2 separate regions of the Sus scrofa genome follow, and region 2 is linked to region 1. A link is a contact called in public HiChIP or PLAC-seq data. All regions are on one chromosome and are shown on one strand. The core of a region is the stretch at or near the end of the contact, and the rest is flanking DNA. Distances in the headings are between cores, read along the strand shown. Region 1 overlaps MBP (myelin basic protein). Region 2 holds the start of ZNF236 (zinc finger protein 236).

Evidence for each region. HiChIP or PLAC-seq counts read pairs in DNA pulled down with a chosen protein or histone mark.
Region 2: an H3K27ac HiChIP or PLAC-seq map of alveolar macrophages shows a contact between it and region 1. The contact joins the promoter of ZNF236 here to the enhancer-like site in region 1. A contact is called at or near these places in 2 of 5 promoter capture datasets (fetal skeletal muscle and liver), 24 of 47 Hi-C or Micro-C datasets (adipose tissue, alveolar macrophages, blood and 15 more) and 2 of 2 datasets of contacts at active chromatin or transcription factors (alveolar macrophages and skeletal muscle).

The regions. Positions count from the first base shown.
Region 1 is chr1:147,673,742-147,678,354 of Sscrofa11.1, forward strand. It overlaps MBP (myelin basic protein), which reads left to right. Exons shown (of 7, transcript NM_001001546.2): 4 at 265-300; 5 at 709-741. Among named protein-coding and RNA genes, the nearest start is that of MBP, 27 kb to the left of the region's middle. Within about 2 kb of position 2,365, at least 17 of the 83 cell types and tissues checked have an H3K27ac peak or open chromatin away from gene starts, as enhancers often do. A contact at or near this core is called in adipose tissue, alveolar macrophages, mesenteric adipose tissue and 3 more, where this site is marked.
Region 2 is chr1:147,779,928-147,784,613 of Sscrofa11.1, forward strand. ZNF236 (zinc finger protein 236) reads right to left here and starts at 2,234. Exons shown (of 33, transcript XR_002345824.1): 1 at 2,080-2,234.

The DNA of each region.
Region 1 (4,613 bases), core at 1,115-3,614:
TGTTCCCGAAGACCTGAGTGGCTCTGGAGACTTTCAACTTCTCAAATCCTCTATTTCTCACTCACCTAGGACAGGATGGGGAGCCAGGCAGGGACTGAGTGGGTGACTTCTTACAGCGATAGATCCTAGACGCTCTCGGCAAACAGGAGCTAGCTGGGACCTAGCAACAAGGGGGGGGTCTCACCAGGAGGGTCAGGGCTGCTCTCAAGGAGGGGACCCCCCCCACCAGTTCACCAGGCTCACCACTCTCCTGTGTCTTTGCAGGTGACGCCTCGCACACCTCCCCCATCTCAAGGGAAGGTAAGACCTCTGAATGCTTCGAGTCAGTGTCACTTTATTTATAGACCTTCCCAGAAACCCCTAAATGTACCAAAAAGGGCTGGACTCATCCCAAATGACGAAATGACTTCCTCCCCCAGTGTTTTCCACGTGGATCTCACAAGAACAGGCTGACATGTGCATGGCATCCCTTCCCACCGGCAGGTGCAGAGACAGCATGCATCATTCCTGCTCTTTCCCCTCAAACCTGATCAGCAATCTCTGGGCAGCTCCAGGTGGCCACGGCCACCCACAGGGACATGGTACACGTGACAAAAGCTCTTTGCATCTCAGCACTGTGTTGTTTTGATTGTGTCTCCTGTTTTATTGAAAGAAGATGTTTCCCTGCACTGGCCTCCATGTCACTCTTTCTTTCTTTTCCTCACACAGGGGCGAGGACTGTCCCTCAGCAGATTTAGCTGGGTAGGTGACAAACGCATGTCCATCCCGCTGCCTCTGCTTCCCTCCTCACAGGCACTCGACTTTTCTGTTCTGCTCTGTTTCAGTTGCTCATGGGCCCACTTTCTTCCCCATCTCACCAGCTGGCCCGCGGCTGGTGCTCCCTCCTGCACTGTCCCCTCTCTGCTTCCCAGCCCCCACCCCCCGCCCCCGCCCCAGGCAACACCAAAAGCTCCTCCCAGGAGATGGGGTGACTCCACGTTTGAGGAAATGCCTGGTTTCCTGTCAAAGCAACAGATGAGAAAAGCTAGTCATGTGGTCCCCAACAGCCAGCCCTCCCCTCAGAGGCTGACATTTCCTTGAGGAAAAATGAGGCCACAGACAAGGGCAAAAGACACTAAATGAAGTTATTTGGTTTACAATAACCCACGTTACCTGAAAGAGTTCTGTGTCGATTTAGTAAAACTGAAAGCTTAGCTACCAAGCCAGCTAGGAAAACTTTTCTAGGAATTTCTGAGAACAACGTGTCCATGAAGACTTTAAACAGCCGATTTGTTGAATTTCCAGTAAAATTTGGTGTCTGAGCCACCTTAAACTGCCTACCTGTACTTTAACCAATTCTATTGCCCATAGTTACTAGTAAGTATCAGATATGGTTCTTACTTTATAAAATTTCCAGAATAAAAATAGAACCACTAACGTGTAGGCCAGGAACTGTGTCTGTCATAGAGACACAGCATCTTTATAGAGATGCACCCTCCAGTATCCTTGGAATCACAAGGTCCTTACTCTCTGGAACAGAGCCTATGTGTACTTGATGGTCAATTAATAATCATTAAAAATAGGAGTACCCATCTTGGCTTAGTGGTTAATGAACCCAACTAGTATCCATCAGGTTGTGGGTTCAATCCCTGGGCTCGCTCAGTGGGTTAAGGATCCAGCATTGCTGTGAGCGATGGTGTGGGTCACAGACATGGCTTGGATCCCCCGTTGCTGTGGCTGTGGTGTAGGCCAGCAGTTACAGCTCCGACTCAACCCCTAGCCTGGGAACCTCTATATGCCACAGGTGCGGCCCTAAAAAGAAAAAAAAAAATCATTAAAAATATATTTTAAAAAAATTTTAATATAAAAAAGATTCATAGAATGAATGAATTTAGAAAAAAAGAAAAAGAAAGAAGGAAGGAAGGGAAGGAGGCGGTGGGCGGGGGGAGAAGGGGGAGGACAGGGTAGGGGAAAGGGAAGGGGGAGGGAGAGGGAGGAGAGAGGAAGGGAGAGGAAGAGAGCTGCCCCCAGAGAAAAGGCAGAAGAAAGATTCCATGAACTGCTCCAACACATCATTACACTGGATTACGTACTGAGATATTTGCTGGAACATTTTGTCCAAATATTCCTGAGCCTTTTTCTGATCTAATGGGTTTGCTAAAAGGTGACAAACCTGTGGGACATTGACACAGTCCAGCACTCACAGCCAATTAATTACTGACTTTCTTTGCCAGCAGGTAACAAAGATGATATTGAAGAATGAAATCCATTTTTGACCCAGAAATCTTATTTTCATAATCGCCTGACCAAGCCTTCTAGGCATGGACCCAGGGCACAGTCATCACAGACTGGGCAGCGAGGGGAGGGTTGAGAGACGCTTTTCCTCCTGTCCTTAAAGGCCACCTCAGCCTCAGCAGCTAACAGCCCGGCCTTTGCCTGCTTCTCCTTCGTTTCTCCACTTGGGGTCCCACTAATCCGTCTGAAATTTCTCTTTTTCCCAAAGCAAAATCCTTCTCTGTGTCCCGAGAGCTAGTTAGTGTCTGTTTCCTAGAACTGCAGGACCGTCTGCCCGTTTGGAGTTTCTGAAACTGCCACCAGTTTTCTAAACTATGGTGTATGTTTTCTGGTAAATTCTAGGTTGCTCAAAGATAGAAGTGACCGAGAATTTGAAAGGAGAACAGTTAAACAGATTACTAATCTGAAAGCCAATCTTTGAATTTAATTCTCAGAAGCTCTTTACTTTTGGAGAAAAACAACGGAGTTAGAGAATGGCTTAGCACTTGCTCGGGAAAGCATGGATTTCCACCATCTCACGTCTGTCCTTTGGCACAGCCCTCTTTACCTGTCACCTGTCCCTCCATGTACCACCACGGAGGGACCATGTCCGTGGGAGCCCCTAGGGTTCAAGGGCAGCTCTGGGTTCATCTCATATGCAGTCCTGCATCTTCCCTGCTCTGTCCCTTATGCACGTGATAACCCCTGAAACAAAACCTTCACATGACAGTAGCTGCCTCTGAGTGGCCAGTGTCTGGGGGTTGGGGTGATGGAGGGGCAGTGTCTTGACAGATGGCCCTGGTCCAGCCTCAGTCCAAACCTGAGATAGGTGAACTAGTGAACCAGAAGAATTTTGAAACTTCTTCGCTTTCTTTTTAGGGCCACACCCACAGCATAAGGAAGTTCCCAGGCTAGAGGTTGAATCAGAGCTGTAACTGCTGGCCTACGCAGGATCTGAGCCACATCTACGACCTACACCACAGCTCACGGCAATGCTGGATCCTTAACTCACTGAGTGAGCCCAGGGATTGAACTTGCATCCTCATGGTTGCTACTCAGGTTCGTAACCCACTTGAGCCACGGTGGGAACTCTGAATCCTGAACCTTCTAGAACCCATTTCCAACACCTCTAAACTAGAGCGATGGGTTCGATGGTTTCTTGAACCCTAAAACACACTCGGGAAACTTAAAAGGACTGTGGGCTGAGGCAAAGGGGTCTGGGGTTTGGATCAGGAGATGGTTTTACTTTGTTTCTAAAATTCTCAGGAGCGGCACATGTAAAGAGCCTCCCACCTCTTGCTGGCAAAATGTAAAATGAGTCTCGGAGCATAGAGATCCATGAGGTCCTGTGCTGATGCCTTGAGCTGCCTGTTTGGCCCCTGACGGACATGGCACCCACAGCTGGACACGTTTTACCCCCAATGCTGACATCCGTCATGACTGAACACCTGGACTTTCCCCTGTTCCTCTCTCTTGTTCACAGTACAAGCTCCCCTCTGAAGCTAAAGGATATTAGAACGCAAGCTGGTCCTAGAGACACATAGGTTTTTACATTTCGGTGATCACTGCCATTGCCATGTGCCGTAAAGGCAGCTCTCTTCATCTTCCCTGAAGTGAGCGGGGGCTTCTGGCGTAGCTGGAGGCAGGGGTGGGGGCTGCCGGTCTGTCTGGGAGGCCATCTTCCTTAATCCTGGCAAGCTCGGAAGTTCAGAGCTACAAGCTCCATCCTCAGAGCAGAGCATCCATTATCCCCATTTTATGCAAGAGGAGGCTGAAACTCAGAGAGGTTCTGACACTTGTCTGAGGTCACACAGCCTGGGAGTGGTGGAGACCTGCCAAGTTGCTGGCTCTGGGGCTACGCTTTGGTGCGCAGCCTGGGAGACATGGCTTCTCAGCTGGGACCTGCCCCCTTCCCTCTATCACGACTGGCTCCCAGCCCAGGCTCCAGGAAGAACCCTGGCCCCAGGCTACCATCCACATTCAGGACTCCCACACCAAGGCCAGGGGAGCTGGTCCTGTCTGTCCTCAGGAGAGGCTCCAGGCCAAGGAACTGGGAGGTTGGTCTTTGCATGTTGGAAGGTATGAGCCTCACATTTCACCAAGTGCAAAGGCTGCTGGTGTCTCCAGGCAGCAGGTGAGAGCCAACGGTTCGAAGGGCCAAAGGAGACCCAGGGCGGGGCACTTGGCTTCCCTTGGGGACCAGGCTTTGCACACACTCTCCCAGCATGTCTAGGGCTCCCCTTCCTCTGGGCATGTTTTGGGCCAAAGTTCTTGACCTTGTTTTGAGAGATGTTGGCTAATCTGCTGTTGAAACCCACACAGCATGGAGAGGGGAAGTGGCTGCTGCAGGGGAGGTTTGA
Region 2 (4,686 bases), core at 984-3,483, 110 kb after region 1:
AATGTCTGGTTTAACACAAGACAGGTGGTTCCTCATCTCTGCTTCTGCATTCTCGTCATATGCTGTTTTTAAGTGGAATACAGAGAGACTTATAGTGGTGATCATTTTACCATGTATACAAATGTGGAATCATTATGTTGCACACCTGAAACAATGTTATGTCAATTATCTCTCTAAAATAAAACTAAAATAATGCAGCCTCACACAGTATGGTGTTTCCACACCTTGACTACTGCTAAGGCATGAACAGTTTTACGCCTAATTACCTGTGTGTGACTAGTGCAAATGTTAACCAAATGAAAAAGTCAAATGGTCTTAGTATTACTACAAAAATATTTACCTTGCAGACCCCTGAAATTGTCTCCATGAACTCCCACACTTTTGAAAACCATTGTGGTAAAGAATGACTGGTGGAAAGCGGGGGGAAAGTAGCAAAAAGGTCTGAAAGGTCTGAAGAGGCCTCTCTTAGGATGCTGAAGCACAGAGACCTACAGAAGAGGAGGTGGAGTCTCAAAATAGGGAACTGCAAAGGCCCTGAGACAGAAGTAAATGTGGTGTCATCTGGAATGCCAAGGACTGAGTGGTAGGGCAGGGCAAGAGCAAAAAGAGATGGACAAATGCCAGATCAGTTAGGATCCTGCAGGAGTGGGATTTTAAGTTAAAGGGATAAGGGATCCACAGCTTAATTTTAATCAGGGTGTGACCATGTATTTACATCTTAAAGAGAGCCTCAGGCCTACAGATGATGGGTTTATAGGACTGGCAGAGAGACCAGAGGCTCCTACAGAGCCTGAAAAATGGTAAGGTGGTAACCCAGGAGAGGGAAAGAGCAGGGCCAACTGAAAATACATTTGGGGGGTAGAAGCTACAAAACTTAAGAAATGTCTTAGGGAGTAAGAGAATTATTTTTCTAAGTTTGAGGCTTGAAAAACTAGGTGAAATGGGAGAGTGGAGGACGAATAATTTCCTGGCCTTATTCCAATGCAAATTTTACATTCTTTTTTTTCTCCTAAGCCTTTTCCCAAGTAACAGAGAGACACTGCACTTTGCTATTCTTAGCAGAAGTCATATCAACAAAAAACTTAATAAACACTGAATAAAATAAGGCCAAAGCAGGAAGAGAGCCCTTTGAGACCTGCTTCCAGACACCATCAGACACTAATCAAAATTCTGAGCGGTTATTACCCGACTACCCATCTGCACACCTGTATTTCCCCAAGTTCCACAAGGGCTACACGAAGTGTGAGCATCCTCGATGAAATTCACATTTACTGCGTGGCAGTGACGTCGGAACACCTTCCTAGTTTACTCGTCTGTCAATTTCAGCAACTGCAGTAACTAGAACGGTCCCATCTGGTTTGGTTCGTCCCCTAAGCTTACACCGACCCCTAGCCCGCCCCTCCTGCTCCCCGATGCCTGCGAGGGCACAGTGAGAAGCGCACGCCGGCCTGCCGGGTCCAGACACGGCCCCGCGCGCCCGCGTCCTGCGGGCACCAGCCCTCCGGGAGCCGCGGGAGAGGCCGGGGGGCCGGCTACCGGGCCCCCTCCTGCCCGCCTCGGGGCTCCGCACCCTCCCAGCCGCCTGCCCCCGGGCCCGCCATTCCCCGCACGGACGCAGCTTCCCAAAAAGAAGGCCTCCCGCGCCCCGCGCCAGCCTGGCTGCGTGGACGAAGAAGGAGGGTGCGGGAGGAGCGGGGCGCGGGGAGCTGGAGCGGGAGCGGGAGGGGGAAGGCGGCGCGCCTCGCCCCCGGCCCCGCCGCCGCAGCTGCCGCCCGCCCGCGCGGCCCAGGAAAGTAGGCCCAGCCCGGCGGAGGGGCCGGCCGCGCCGCGCCGATATCATTCCGCCCGCGCCCTGCGGCCGGCAGTCGGGAGGCGGCGGCGTCAGCGGCGGCGGGCGTGGCGGGGCCGCTCCCCGGCCTGGACCCCGGACCCCGGCCCCGGCCCCGGCCCCAGGCCGGGCCCAGCCCAGCCGCCCCGCCACCCCCGGCCCGGCCCGCTCCCAGCGCCCCCCGCGCCGCATCCGGGGACTATATTCGCGCGGAGCGGCACAGCGCGGCCGGCCGGGCCGGGGCCGCTTACCGGTGTCGCCGCGCGCCTTGCTCTCCTTGGGCTTCGGGGGGCGGCCCCGCGGCATCGTCGGCGGCAGCGGCGGACCACCCCTCGGCCGCACACACACTCACACACATACACTCGGCAGAGCGCGCACGCGCGGGGATCGGCCGCGGGAGCGCGGCGCGCGCCCGCCGAGCGGCGGAGGCGGGCGGAGCGGCCCAGGCAGCCGCCGAGCCCCGGCCGAGCGCCCACGGGCCTCACGGGGGGAAGGCGCCCGAGCGAGCGAACAGGAGAGCTCGAACCGCGCCAACTTCGGCGGGTTCCATGGCCCGGCGGGCCGCGTTGGGGGCGTTGGGCGCGGGCGCGAGGTGGGGGCGGGGGAGCGGCGTGGTGCGCATGCGCGTTCCGCCGTTCGGGCTTGGGCGACGGAGGGTGAGCGGGCCGCAGTCACTTGGAGGTGCTGGCCTCCCAGGCGGCTTGGAACACTAGCAGGCCGCGGAACCTCGCGCTCCTGGCGTCTGGGGCTGGGGGCCGGGCGACCCACAATGACCTGGCGGTCCTGGCCTCGAGGAGGTGGGGCGGGCGGGCCGCGGTCACCTGGCGGTCCTGGCTTACGTCTTGGGCAGCCAAAGTCACCCAACAGGTCGGGTCATGGGAAGTAAGTAGGAAAGGTAACCTTGAGCAGGCAGAGGTGGTGAGGAGGAGCTTCCCAGGTGGAGGCAGGTAAAAGAAAACCCCGACCTAGGGTCCATTATGTGCCACATGCGTAGTATGTGACACGTGTTTATATGCTCATGAATTCCAGGAAAACCAAGAGCACTTCGTCTTGATGTGTTGTTTCAGGAAGGCCCTGAACAGACTATAGTGGCAAAAAGCCCCGGAGCCAAAACTATCCAAAACATCAGTCTTGGACTAATGTTCCTATCTAATGTAATGCCTTAAGATTTATAGTTTCAAATGTATTGATTTTTTGTTGTTGTTGTTGTTAGCCACACCAACTTCCACAAAATTCAAACAGGAACATGACAGCAAAGTGTTAGGTAAGGTCAAGTAAAACAAAAGAAAACGTCTAACATAATATCCTCAGAAAAAAAAAAAACTATTTCAAAGGCACAAATAATAATCACTGACCATATTATGAGAGAATTCAAAGGTTAACAAAACAATCTCCCTCCAAAAAACTTGGACTCATCGGGCAAGAAAGACACAAAATTAGTCAAATGTCAGAGGCTTTATTTAAAAATCCACAGAGAACTTTGAGAAGGATAAGATTAATTACAGAGGGAAAAACCCTCTCTTAACTGAAACATTTTTAGTAAGTGGTTGTATTCTAACAGGATGTTCAGGTAGAGGCAACAGGGTAAAGAAACACTAGTGAGTCTTATCTGTCAGGTACTTTATATACATGAAGTTTATTAAAAAGTAGACCATCATAAAAGGAAACAAGTTCAGGTTATTTAACCAACATCAGCCAGCCAATGAATAGCAAATGGGATTTAGCAATCGACATCTGCTGGGGGGTTGAGTTTTTGCTTTTTTGTTTTTTTAGGGCCACAGGTGCAGTATATGGAAGCTCCCAGGCTAGGGTTCTAATCCAAGCTGTAGCTCCCTGTCTATGCCACAGCAACTCAGGATCTTTAGCCCACTAAGCAGGGCCAGAGGTTGAACTCAAATCCTCGTGGATACTAGTCACACTGAGGAGCAATGGGAACTCCTGCTCTTTTTTTAAACTTCTTGCCATGTTTTAGTGCTTTATATAGAATACTTCTAATCCTTACAACATTCTTGCAAGGTACTATTTTACAGATGAGGTTCAGAGAAGTATAGCCTGTAAGCAAATCCAAGCCCCAAACCAAATCTGTTTACCTGTTAAACCCATGCTCATAGTTGCATCAAAGTGAAAATCTACATAATTTTAGACAAAATACAGCTATTTCCATATGCATATTAGTGCTGGGTTACCATATAAGCCTGAGAAAACAGATTGGAAGGAGATCATAAGAATCCTTAGCCATTTGTAGGATCCGGCATTGCCGAGAGCTGTGGTGTACATTGAAGACATGGCTCGGATCTGGTGTTGCTGTGGCTCTGGCATAGGCTGGTGGCTACAGCTCTGGTTGGACCCCTAGCCTGGGAACCTCCATGTGCCACGGGTGCAGCCCTAAAAAGATAAAAAATAAATAAATAAAATAAAAAATAAGAATCCTTAGCCATCTGTAAATCAATATGGATGATGATGTGTTTATGAATGTATACTCTATTTTGTTCTGAAAAGTATTTGAAGCAATTTGTATTGGCGTAAAATAAATAGATGAGGAAATCAGGACAATGGAAAAAAATAGAAAATCAAACTGAGTAAGCACCTAAATAAAATCTCACGTTGTTATAAAAGGCAAAAGTCAAACTCCAGGTTAGTTATGAGATTCTCACATTCATAAGACAGCTATATCCCTTTCACTGTGCCCCTCTATAGTTTTATAGGATTCTTTTTCACCATACAGACATACCTATACATCACGTATATAAGACCTTAACATCTGCAAAGAGAATTATTCTCCTTTTCTTTTTCTTGTCTAATTGCTCTGGCTAGGACTTCCCAGTGCAATGCTGAATAGGAGTGGTGAAACTGAGCAC